2 separate regions of the Callithrix jacchus genome follow, and region 2 is linked to region 1. A link is a contact called in public Hi-C data. All regions are on one chromosome and are shown on one strand. Each heading gives the region's core, a stretch centred on a gene start, on an enhancer-like site or on the middle of the called end of the contact. The rest is flanking DNA. Distances are from core to core; before and after follow the strand shown. Region 1 overlaps RARB (retinoic acid receptor beta). Region 2 overlaps RARB (retinoic acid receptor beta).

Evidence for each region. Hi-C and Micro-C count contacts between places; a contact is called where the count stands out from the background.
Region 2: a Hi-C map of skeletal muscle shows a contact between it and region 1, with 4 times the contacts expected there. The contact joins two enhancer-like sites. A contact is called at or near these places in 2 of 3 Hi-C or Micro-C datasets (both in skeletal muscle).

What each region holds. Positions count from the first base shown.
Region 1 is chr17:63,816,486-63,823,070 of calJac240_pri, forward strand. The region is part of intron 6 of RARB (retinoic acid receptor beta); the gene reads left to right. Among named protein-coding and RNA genes, the nearest start is that of TOP2B, 240 kb to the right of the region's middle. Within about 2 kb of position 3,531, at least 2 of the 16 cell types and tissues checked have an H3K27ac peak or open chromatin away from gene starts, as enhancers often do. A contact at or near this core is called in skeletal muscle, where this site is marked.
Region 2 is chr17:63,980,727-63,987,311 of calJac240_pri, forward strand. It overlaps RARB (retinoic acid receptor beta), which reads left to right. Exons shown (of 13, transcript XM_078354410.1): 11 at 4,656-4,860; 12 at 5,683-5,841. Among named protein-coding and RNA genes, the nearest start is that of TOP2B, 74 kb to the right of the region's middle. Within about 2 kb of position 3,460, at least 3 of the 16 cell types and tissues checked have an H3K27ac peak or open chromatin away from gene starts, as enhancers often do. A contact at or near this core is called in skeletal muscle, where this site is marked.

The DNA.
Region 1 (6,585 bases), core at 2,281-4,780:
TTTACATGTAGACAGTCTTCCTTTTGTAATTAACCCTCCAAACATGCCTGTTGTAAGAGGAGGGGGAAAAGCTTTGTTTGTTCTTGGATAAGTTAAGGGATTTGCTTTATCTAGGGAGAGCTAGCGGTGAATGTGTCATTCGCCTAAAACTAGCCGATAAGCAAGAAGTGTTGATAACAGCGAAGTTTAGCTAATGAAAGAAACTTGCATTAGACAAAGTAAATAAAGGCGTTTGACAAAGGGATTTCAGAAATTCCAGTGTCTTATTTTTGTAAGCAGGGCAATTAGTTCTTATTGTGGTCAATTTCACAAGAGTTTGAATCCCACACCCCCAACTTTAGGTTAAATGAATAAAATGTAAATATTGCTTGTGCCCTTGCAGAGTTGATTTATCCTCCATAAACCACTTTGTGATGGTCAGTTCCAGCGATTAAGGTTTTTGTTTTTGTTTTTTTAACATAAATAAAACTAAAATTTTTTGTTAAAAAAAGATTCTAACAAATGTCTTTGCCACGCAGTGTTGGTTCAGGGTGGTATGTATAGCTTAGGGTTTTTGAAATAAAAGCGTACTAGGGTTACGTTTGTGTAAGTAAGAACATAAAAACCACAACCTTTTCCATTTTATTTAATGGCTGTTTTGACGAGAAGCAGATCTGTTTGTGCTTTTAACACAGAGGAAACAGTGGGCAAAGAGAAAAAGTATTAAATTCCAACCCAAACTATTTTCTGCTTTGAGATTTTTTTTTTTATGGTGTGTGTGTATGCATAGTAAATAATGTAAGACCTTTGAACGTGGAGCACACCACCAGAAGCTCACTTTGAAAGGTGTTAAAATATTCCCTTTATTTTCTTTTTAATTTTAAAGGCAGAAAAATGATATGCCAGCCAGCTGCCATTTGTAGTGGGGCCTGTGAATTGCTTGTTACAAGCATTCGAAGTCAGGATTAGGGGCTACTAAGGGAATGTGGTGTAAGTGTTAGGATTGACGACTGCCCCCGGAAGGTATAGGAGTCACTAAATTTCTGTTTAGATGCCTCCTGGATTATCCTGGTTTTAGGCTGCTCCAGATGTTTTCAACATTAATTGTTCAGTGGGCATAGGATAAATCTTAATATTTTGTGGTCTAAATATAGTTGTTTTGGTGAAATCACAAGTATGACAACTTCTTGGCCCTTTACCCTGTCTTTTCTCCCTGTTCAACACATCAAAAGGGAAAAGAAAAAAAATATTTCTTTTTGAAATAGGATTTTGCCCATTAATGAGAAGAAATTATTTTAAAAACAAACGGTAGTGATGTTTGATTAGGGAATAAGAAAAGGCCTCTTTTCAAAGCCCTGGGACCTAAATTTTAAGTATTAAACACTATCTAAATCCTCTCCTAGTGAGATATAAATTGGGGTCAAAGTGGCAAAATCAAAGATACCCTCTGAAAGAAAGACTAAATAAAGACTGACAGCAACCGTATGAATTGAATGGGCTTTTGAATAAATATTTCAGTGAAAAGGCCCAATTGTTTTTCTAAAGTAGGACATAATTTTCTGCTTCTCAGACACATGACCGTGGTAACTAATACCATCAGAAAGAAGAGAAAAGAGGGACTTTTCCTTAAATCGCAAAGAGAGTGCAGGACTGGGTTGATTGAAAACAAGTGAAAGATTCATAAAGTTTTCCTTCCTTGTAGAAAAAAAGCAATCATCTTGTGAATATGCAGATAAATTGGTACATTTGACAAGGGAGTCAGTACTGATGTGCAACTCAGGAAAGAAAAAGCATGAGTTTCAATTGTGTTGCCAGAAAAAGATGGATTCAAAAAACAAAACAGTAGGAGAGGTAGACATCTGTTTGCCTAAACTTAAGCTATGGAATTAATTTGGAAGCTCTAGTTAGAATTTGATTTGCCAGCCATAATGTAAAGCCCTTGCGTTCGTTCAATCAGGTCTTTTTTCCTTAATAGATAAATGACCAGAATGGCTATTTCTGATAGGCTAGTTGACCTGAATCAGAAGTTTCCTTCTCATTTCTTGAAGACTTATGCTGATGTATACAACCCGACAGTATTGTCATGCACTTTTCTGTAAAGCATAAGAATAAAAGAAAGTTCTTCTGGGTATCAGATGTTTATCATTTACCTTCAACATATGGTTAAGCCCTGAGGTAGGTGAAGAAGAAAATCTGTTTTCTCCTTTACACATTCCACAAATATCACTGAACTCCATCTAAGAAGGGAAATGCATGATAAATAACCAAGATTATAAATTCTGCTCTCAAGGAATTTATAATTTTTAAATCAATAATTTAGAAAAAGCTGAGAATTTTTAAATTAGAAAGTGACTCCTTGGGAGGAAGATGGAGAGGTAAAAATCAAGATGCAAAATGTAAAACTCTTTTCAAGTTGCTCAGGACTTTAACAATAAATGCAGTGTTCATTTTAGAACATCTTAGAATCTTCTATAGAGTTTGAGTTATGTGTAAATGCCATAAATTTATCCTTAAATGACATTTTTATATTTTATATGTTCTAATATAAATTCAGTTAACTATTAATTAAATAGATTATTTCGGAAATGGGAGTTTTTGATGAAGGTTAATCAGAAAAATCTTGGCTGAAACCTTTCCAAAGATATTAACATAGATGGAATCTTGCCTTTCAAATTATGGGGTAGTTATGGCAATCATATATCTCTGATTTTCTAGAATAACCCACTTTAAAATATACTGCCACAGTTCCCACATAAATCATTGAAATATGCCAGATATTTAATATTACAACATCTCCTAGGCTGCTCCTCGAACCCAGGAGTGACACAGAAAGTCTTTGTTTGGATTCTTATAGTCAATATAACTAGAGCTCTCACAGCTTAATTTTTTCATTATGTCTGAAGATCGACTTTTGTTTCTGGATCATTCCTATTAACATGAATTCCTTTCGTAGCAAACTGTAGATCTGTGAATAGAAGGCATTCCCTGTAAAACGGACTAGACTATGGTTCTCACTCTAGCACCTGTGTGCACGTGGATGGGGTGGGGAGCGGGGAGTAGAATTAAATTGTTATGAACAAATCTGTATCAGCCCTTGCCAGCTTCTTAAAAAGTTGGAGCTGGGGTGATGGAGGGAGAAGAGTAGAGTTAACTCAGGTTTCAGATTGATCAGTATCCTGCTTGTAAGTGGCTTGGCCTAAGTACCTCTTGTTAAATAGGAGATGAGATAACCTGCCCCATCTGCAAGATCTAATAACACAACCTCATCAGTCAATATGTTGCCCTGAATTCTCCTCTTTTCATTCGCAGCTTCCTTACCCCATCATTAAAAAGCATGATTTCTGTTCCATCCCACTCCCCAAACCCCTTTAAGTGAATGAAAATTAAAGTTGCAAAAGTTCTCTCTACCTAGGAAGCAGGAGAGCCTAAGTCTGCTGGCGTTTTGTCTTGAGCTTTCAGAGCGTCTTAGATGGGAATTCAAACAGGCAATGGAACTGCTGACTTGCTTTTTCTACCGCCTTGTAGGGTGGGGTAGCTACAAGGGGCCCATTTAGTGAGATAAGACTCTGCACCCCCCCCCCCCCCGCGATAAGGCGAGGATAACAGGAACTGACGTCAGCAAGGCGACCCCACCTGGCCAAGCATTTCCTGTAGTCAGGGCTCAGGGGTTTCAGGAGTCTCTGGTCCTCCCCCAGCAGTTGAAGAACTGAACCAGCTCAGCGGAGGGAGAAAGAAGAAAGCTGATTTTTACAGGGTTGCGAGTGGGTGTTGATGTCCCTGATTTCCAAAAGCAGATTTCCTTAAAGGGAACAAAGAAAAACTGCGGGGAAGAAAGCGGTTTAATAAAAGTGGATTCTGAGACTATAATTGCAATTTGACATTGTCGTAGAATAGGTATTTTTTTCCCAGCTGTCAACAATTTCCCGCTGATGTCTCATTAGACAGTCTATCCAGCGATCACCAAATATCCACTCACAAACATTGCCAACTCTCCATATGGAACAAAACGTGAGGGAATTCACATTGTCAGAGTTAATCCCTGGTACTCCTATTTACTTTTATTTATTTTTTTTTGAGACAGTGTCTCACTCTGTCGCCAGACACAGCAGGATCTCCGCTCACTGCAACCTCTGCCTGCCAGGTTCAAGCAATTCTCCTGCCTCAGCCTCCCTAGTAGCTGGGACTACAGGCCCATGCCACCACACTGGCCAATTTTTGTATTTTTAGTAGAGACGGGGTTTCACCATGTTGGCTAGGAGGGTCTGGATCTCCTGACCTCATGACCCACCCACCTGGGCCTCCCAAAGTGCTGGGATTACTGCGTGAACCACCAAGCCTGGTCTCCTATTTACTTTTGTAAGTACAAAGTACCCACCCCCATCTGCATCAGATGACAACACAGCTGAAGCCATTTCGTTTGCCACCAGGCCTGAAACCACTTAGCAGTTTTCTTCCCCCTTTTCCTTTTTCCCTTTGTCTTAAACTCAGATTTATTTTTATTTTATAATTTTTCGCCTTCCAAAGTATCTGATTTGAGGTTTGGAGAAGGAGAAATTAAAACAGAAGGATTTTATTGCTTAAAATTTACAGATTCTCTTTACTGCGGTCTTAAAAACAGTTCCTTGTTTTTTTAAGTTTTAGTATTGAGCAAAGAATCTGTCCTAATTTGACCCATGTTTAGTAGAATGTTTGTTTTGTTATTGATAAATTACTGTTTATCACAGATTAATTTTGTCAAGTTAAAAAAATAGCTAAATTCAAAATACTGTGCAGGTAAAAGAACAAACAAGATGAGTGCATCAGTTAACTAGGAAGAGAAGATGTGGATCACATCCCAATTTTTTTCCAATTTCCAGAGAAAATGAAGACCTCATGTAATAAATTTGTCTTCTCAAAAATATTAAAGCTTTCAACGGCTACACTACCTTTGTCAGGTCATCAAAGTCCATAATTATAAAAAGGCTGATGATCTGAGGGCCATTTCAGCTTCAAAAGATTTTTTAGGGTCTGGTCTATTGGAAAGCTTGGGGGTTTAATTAACTAAAATGGAAATGGAGGCATCGAAATTCAGTTCTGATGTTTTAATTTAGCTCAGTACTGCCATGTGTTATTGAGGAGAATTCTTAAAGGCAAACATAATTATTTCATTATGGTCCTGAGAATGCTTTCATTGGCTTTAATGACAAGAAGCTGTATAAAAGCATACATTTTAATTAGTCCTTTTTATATTTACATCAGATAAATAACAAATAATTGATGAAAAACAAGTCTTTGCAATGGATGATTTCACATAGTACGCTGGTTACAGTTTAATGATGAAACATTTCTCTGTTGCTTTGCATTTTAATTATATATACATTATATTACAGTAGAGGTGCTGTGGAGCTAAAATACCATTGTTGCCATTTTATTACAAAAAAAATCACGGTTAATGCCTACAAATTGAAAGCTGAAAAAGGTAGCTAGACACACATCTCCAAGGAAGTAAATTACCGGTTCCATTAACTTTACTACGTTTGTTAGAACTCATTTTGATCACTTTTATCTTTTATGCTTCATCTTTTTGGATTAAGATCGTCAGGGGTTTCATATGCCTTTTTATGGCCACATCTTCTCCTGAACACCTTTCTTCACTTTTGCTGCCTGTTTTGAAGATTTGCATGAAAGTGCCTTGCCAAATGTGCATTGGAAATTCAGAGAGCTTTTTTCCATGCTATCAGCTTGCTTTCCCTTTGATTTTATATGAAAACCCATTTCACATGATTCATCCGTTTTGGTGTACAGAACACTAATTGTTATTATTGATTTTAAATTCTGTGGCCATTACAAGTAACCCAGATGACTGGCAGATAAAGGGTAATAATCCATGGAGTTCTGGAACTGTTTCATGTTTGTCTGGAGTACTTTATGTGATCAATATTAACTGCCCCATTGAAACTAACTGCTGTATCAAATAACAGTCAATCAAATGAATGTGCTTAGAGATTATTTATTGAAAGCTTTAATTGTTCACTAGGGCCCTGCTTATCAGAGGAAACAATAAGAACTAGAGGTAGGATGAGCAGGTTTGGATTTGCAGGGAAAGTTGAGGGATGCAGATGAGCAAGGCATCTCTCTACTTCTCGGGCGAGAGTTTCCAGAAACCCATGTTGGGCTCATAGTTTGAGCAGAAGTTGCAGATACTCTTCCCAGAGCTTATTCTATTATCTGTGCCTCAGAGGCTTTCTAGAGAAGAGGGTATAATAATTTTCTTGCACTGAGCAGAGGCTGTGAAAAGCTGTCCCTTTCCAAGAGTTTTACTGCCGATTCTCCCTAATCCTCTCAGAATTACCCTTCCACAAATCTCTCCACCTCTGCCTCCCCATCATGGCCCGATGGTCCAAGATCATGCAAGTAGCCTGCCTTGACCCAGGATTGGTTTCTACAGCTATGAAATGGGAATAATAGTGTCTACACTGCAGGATTTGTAGGATTAGAGATCATGTAAATTAAGATTCTATTCTTGTCTTGAAAACTTATAGAAGTTACCAGGTAGGCCTTCTGCCCTGATTTTGGCATGGCACCTGTGACTTACATACCTTTGCTAATAGCAAATGGTATTTTTTT
Region 2 (6,585 bases), core at 2,210-4,709, 160 kb after region 1:
CCGGCGGAGGCTGGGAGCTCTCTGCTCCCACTTTGGCTCATCACGTTTGCCTAGCAATTGAGTGCTGGTTATTGATGGGAGGACTCAGTTTCTTGCTATGTGGACCTGTCCATGGGGCTGGTTACCTTTCCTCTTGAAATGTCAGCTAGCTTCCCCAGAGCAAGAGATTCAAGACAGAGCAAGCAAGAAGGAAGTGACAGTGATTTTTGTGACCTAGTGTCAGAAGTCACACACCGTCACTTTCACCATATTCTATCTGTTAGAAGCAAATCACTCCGTCCAGGCCACACTCAAGGGGAGGGGAATTAAGCTCCATCCCTTAAAGGGAGTAGGATCAAAGAAAAAAAGGGTGATGGGTTTTGGAGGAGGTGGCATTGAAGCTGGACTCTGAGAACAGAGCCATATGGAGATCAGGGAAAAGCATTGAGCCAGAGGGAAAAGCAAGGGCGAACGCTTTGCCTCAGCAGTGAGTCATTGAAGGGTCACGAAGAAGACCAAGATGGCCAGAGGCTCATGAGCAAAGGAAAGGAGTAGTTGAAGTTGGCAAGTAGGGAGAGGCCACTGAGGCTACAGAAAGAAGTTTGGATTTTATTCTGAAGGCGACCAGAAGCCATATGAGGAGTTTGCTCCTCTGATGAAAGTTTTGAAAGGCGTGCTCTGGCTGCCGTGGATGGTACTGAAGCAGGAATGGAAATAAGGGATCACTTCAGAGGCCCTCATCAGAGGTGATGGCAGCTTGGTGGACAAGTCCCTGGCTCTACCTCTGGGGTCCCCTATCAACAGATCCTTCCAGGATTCCATTATCAAGCAGTCCCCCAGCACCCCCAGGAGACACACAGAACACGCACTCCCATCAAAAGCAGTAGAGAGATGCACAGCTCTCTTCGCTGATGGCAAGGAGGGAAGGTTCTTTTTGCCCCGAGGAGGATCAAGTTTGACCACCAACGAGAGCTCCGTGTTGTCCGACAGGGCCCCGCTTTGGGGAGGTGGCCTTGGCCAGGTTATTTTTACCCGTCTCGTGGGCCCGGCATGCTGGTCTTTCCAGATAGATGCCCCCTTCCTTCTAAACAAAGAGTGTTTTAATCCTGGAGAAGTACTTGGTGGTTGCCGCTGGCATTTGATTTTAATGTGACAAAATGAAACGACTTGGGTTCCCTCCAGAGACAGGACCAGCTGGGAGTTGTGAGGGGGTGCCTGTTTCACATGGGACCCATCCTGTTTCAGGCTGGGGTAGGGGCAGGGAATGGAGGCTCCTCAGATAGAAGAAGACATTGAGCCAAAGACATTCCTTCTCAGGCCATGTGCGTTCGGCTTTGGATGTACCAGTTGTACTTGGTTTCCGCTTTGAACTTCCTAGCAAGAGCGGCAACAGAACATAGTTCAAATGCCTCATCTGAATCTAAATACATCCTAACTTTTGAGCGGAAAACTTTTTTGGATAGAATAGTTAGAAACATTTGAGTGCTGCGTTTGGATGTGGATTTCTAAGTGAGTTACTGGCAATTTGCAAAGTCCTGAATCCCCGTCTTCTGTTCCTTTCCAGCGTATCTCTGGATTCTTTCATTTTTGCAGAGGACAGATCTCATGCATTCCTTTCTTGGCAGCATGCTAAAGCTGCAAAGACCTGTCTAGTGCCCATCCGATTCCAGACTAGAAACGTGTCTGGGGGTTTGGGGCCCATCAGTATTGGGCATACTGACTTCGTTATTGTTGAGATAGGGTCTCTCTCTGTCGCCCAGGCTGGAGTGCGGTGGCACTGTCTCAACTCACTGCACCCTCCCCTTCCTGGTTCAAGCGATTCTCTGACCTCAGCCTTCCCAGTAGCTGGTACAACAGGTGTGTGTCACCAGGCCTGGTTTCACTGTGTGGGCCAGCCTGGTCTCGAACTTCTGACTGCAGATGATCCATCCCCCTTGGCCTCCCAAAGTGCTAACTTTGACAGTCACTTGCTAATAACTTCCCACATAGGCAGTATTTCCTACTGTTCCTCCAGGAAGTCGAAGGAACATGAGGCTGGGGATTGGAAGACCTGTATTCTGGGCTCCAGCACCATTGCCTGTGTGATCTTGAGCACCACATTTTAACTCCCAGGGCTTTCAGGGGAAATGTGAGGCTTTATGCCCAGTGACCTCTGGGTCTTTTTACTGCTCTGACACTGGGAATGGCTTCATACCCCATCAGCAACCAAGATGAACTGAAACAAGCCAACCAATTGGGAACACAGAGGAAATGGCTGGGCTGGCTCAGAGAGGCCCCTGGGCAAGTATCTGGGAGGTGAAAATGATCACCCATCCAATGAAGAGAGATCGTGGTAGTGTTTTGATAACCACACACATTAACAATCAGATGCTAGTTCATGGTGTCACTTGATCATATAGTAGGAACAGTAAGAAGTTTGAGGACATGTCCTGATTTAAATACCTCTACCACCCCTCCCAATATAAAGTGACATTTCTGTTTCCAGGCCACAAGCTCTGCGCTCCTCTGCACCAGGCAGGCCACCATGAATAGCTGTGCAGTTTTGTGCTGCCCAGAAGTGCCCAGTAAGGCTGATATCGAAATTGGTACTGGGCTAAAGAATAATTTTAGAGAGGTGTCTAGGTTTGGGTATTGGCATGAGGAGAGAATGAGGCAGCTATGGAGCAATGGTTAAAAGCACAGGTTCTAGAAAAAGCCTAAATCAAATCATTCTACTGGCTTATGTAACCTAGCATAAGCTATTCACATTTGTTTCCCCATCTGTAAAATGGGGTAATAGTAACACTTAACTCGGGTGGATAAGAGAAATAATACATTAAAGTGTTTAGTGTGGTACCTGGTACATAGTAGGTGATCGATAAAACATGAGCTATTGTTGTATATTAAGGATGAGGAGTGCTACTCATTCACAATTTTCCTCTCAGCGTTTTAACCAATAAGTCACTGAAGTCAGACTTGAAATATACATATACCAGCAGAGGCGCTGCGCGCCCTCCACAGGGCGTCCCAGAGCCTTCCTCCAAACCACACTGCAGTCTTTTGTGTAGGAAGAAGGCTGGCTCCCAAGTCACTGCCTTCTTGGAGATTTAGAGAACACAAAAGCATGTGACCATTGCAGTGAACCTGTCCCATCGTGGTTCCTGCAGTCCAGTGGGTGTGAGGCTCTGTGGACCCACCACCAGTCAGAAAGGACTGTCTTCACCATGGGAAGTGTCATTGTCCCAAGCCCCCAGTGTTTCCCTGATGAGATGAGAGATTGGACAGTTCTGGTTCTAGGATCCCTGATGGGAATATGGGCAGGGTGGAGAGCGCTTTCCTACAAGGAATTCTGTCCTAGGCAGGGTCCTGTGTCTTCCTCAGAGGCCCCTCCTCTCTGCACATGGCCATATAACAGGAAGAATGCAGGCCTTTCTGATCACATTTGCCCTTCTGTAGGTGATGCTGAGGTGGACATTTCCAGGGCTAGACCCAGTCAAATTGAGCTCCAGTGTCTGGGGAAAACTCTCAACTTCTTCAGCCTACTGGGTTATTCACTTTTGTCCAGGTGGGATTTGCTTCTAGGCTTCAAGCAGCTTGGAAACATTTTCAGAGGGAAAAGTCAAGTATGGAAATCTGGTCAGCAGAAACGTGGTTCTGGGTGGGAAGTGCCCTGGAATGCAGAGCTCCTTACCAGCAGTTAGGTTAACAGAGCAGTCGAAGCATGAGCCAGGATGGAGTATCTACTGAAGTGAGGCATTTTTCGTTTGTTTTGCTCTGAGTGAGGCCTAGAGGCAGAGCGAAGTGAGCAGGAGTCTCCTTAGTAGCTGGTGCCCCACGGAGCCGACCGGATTATGTATGTGTCAAGCATACACTGGGTGGGATTGGGAGACTCTGGCAGAGTGACTCAGGCTTTTTGCCTATATAAATCCTGCCTTCATGTCAGGGTTTGGTGGAAATGCCACCTCTTCTCTGTGGATCTGCCCTTGACTTCCTCTTGGCTGTTTCTGAGCTTTCCTTCTTCTGAACTCTAGTACCTTGCTGGTTTCACTCATGTGCCTTGCATTATAGCTATCTGTGTAACTGTGTGACCAGAGGCATCATGGGAGAGAGAACCTAACTTGGGTTTGAGTCAGATCCATTTACATGTTAACTATGTGGCATTGGGCACATCACCTACCTTTCTGAACCTTAAATCCTTCATCTGTAAAATAATAATACTATTCACTTTACCAAGCTGCTTGAAAGATTGAATATAGAGTATGCACAAAACTTGATATATACTATGCATTTAATGAATAATAGGTATTGTCATTTATTTATTATAGACTGTAAGCTCTTAAAAAAATAGAATCTTATTCGTCTTTTTTAATCTCTAGCACCTGGCATAGTGCCTGGGACATAACTAGGCACTCTGTACATGTTTATTTGAATAATGAACTACTTTTAATGTAAAGGTATTTCTCAAAATTTCTTTTGTCTGGTTTAGTGTTTCCTAAATAACTTTAGCCTCTGAGTTTTGATTTCTGTAGTCTTTTAATAAAAGACCTAAAGAAAACATTCAACGTGTGAAAGGGGGCAGAGTGCCCATGTGATATAGGAGCTTCTTGGAAATCTTCAAGCTATTTCCTGCTTACATCTGATTGATGTCTTCAAGACAGGCTGGCTTAGATCATCCATCATTTTTTTTTCCCTTCCAGATTCTTAGAATTTGCACCAGGTATACCCCAGAACAAGACACCATGACTTTTTCAGACGGCCTTACCCTAAATCGAACTCAGATGCACAATGCTGGATTTGGTCCTCTGACTGACCTTGTGTTCACCTTTGCCAACCAGCTCCTGCCTTTGGAAATGGATGACACAGAAACAGGCCTTCTCAGTGCCATCTGCTTAATCTGTGGAGGTACCAACTATGTAGAAAAGCCTCATGAAATTCCATGAAGAACAGTTTATACTTGTAATTTGTGAAAAATCCCTCATTTCCCGTTTGGAGTTGTTTTTCCTTGGGAAAAGATGTGATAAAGCCAGGCATACGTGCCTGGCTTCACTGTATTTTTCCATGTTGTTACAAATTAAATAATGGTATTTGGGAATCCTTCTGCTCAGAAAGAAATCCCAGAAAGCTGTTTCTCCAATCACCACAGATTTTGTTTTTTCTTAAAGGCAGGATCAGACGACTGTAAAATAAATTGCCTGGGGACATTATAATAATGACAAGGGACCTGCATGTGCTGTTATTTAGTGGGTAGACATACAAGTTTTTGGCTGGGCCCTCCCACCAACCCTTGGAGGACTGGGATAAAATTTAGGTTTCTTCTTCGTAGTGACCCCTACTGGTCCACAGGAGGCTGAATCGTAAGTGGTTAAAAAGTAATGGCTTTAATTAAGAAGCAGATTTACTTTGTGCTAAAATAACCATCCTGCTCAAGGTTTGTTTTAATTCAGTTCGGTAGTGACACCTTCTGGTCACAGGAGGTAATTCTTTCCCTGGGACAAAAGCAACCAGCCATCAAAATGTTAGATTACCAAGGGGGAGGGGGGCTTTTTTTTTTTAAATCAATCAAGTATCATTGCTTAAAGCTATTGCGTTAAGTCTGCAAATTTGTGTATGTAATTGAATTACCAAATTAATGAAGTCATCATACTAGTAGGAATAAGGAAACAAGGAAAAGGGGAAAAGGGCAGAAATCCTGATTTTGTTTAATACTTTATTCCTGGTATCTAGACCGCCAGGACCTTGAGGAACCAACAAAAGTAGATAAGCTACAAGAACCATTGCTGGAAGCACTAAAAATTTATATCAGAAAAAGACGACCCAGCAAGCCTCACATGTTTCCAAAGATCTTAATGAAAATCACAGATCTCCGCAGCATCAGTGCTAAAGGTATGTCTTTGTGCGCTCTGTACTATGGTCACAACGCAGACTTGAGCACCTTGCCAGGTGTGTCACTTTATTCCTCAATTCAGGATGTTTACTGGCTTTTTCTAATTGAAATCAAAAGGAAATAACTCCCCCCTAAAGAGAAAACCTCAAGTCTTACCCTATTAAATGATCTTAATAATGATTGAGAGCTTTAAAATTCATGGCTGATTAGAAAAACATGGTTTTCAAGAGAATGTACTATATGACAGGCTAATTTTCTAGGTTCATACATTTAATTCCAGTTCATACATTTAATTAAATATCTAGGTTCATACATTTAATCTCTGGTTTATGTAACCTTGACTCCAGTTTTTCCTAAACATCCAAACCTTAAGAAAAATGAATAGTACTTAGGATCATTGTTAATGGTTAAGTTTCTCTCCATCACTTTAGCCATTGCTCTCTTGTGTACAGGCAGATTTCCTTCTGCACACTTCTAAGCAAAGGAATTCTTGCATTCCTAAGAGGGATAAATATTCTTTGCCCAGTAATTTTCTGTTTATGTACCAACTCAAGCAATTATAGAGGTGCCTAGAGCCATATCACTGTTGAGTGTTAGAGAAAGGTTTTTCTATAGAGAGACAACTCAGCAGCTATCCCTGGTACCAAATGGGCTATTGCCATTCTTCTTCCCCATCAGACTACTGACTGCCTCTGAAGGTTTTGCTAGCCAAGGAATCAACTCTGTATTTCAGAAAGTGTTTA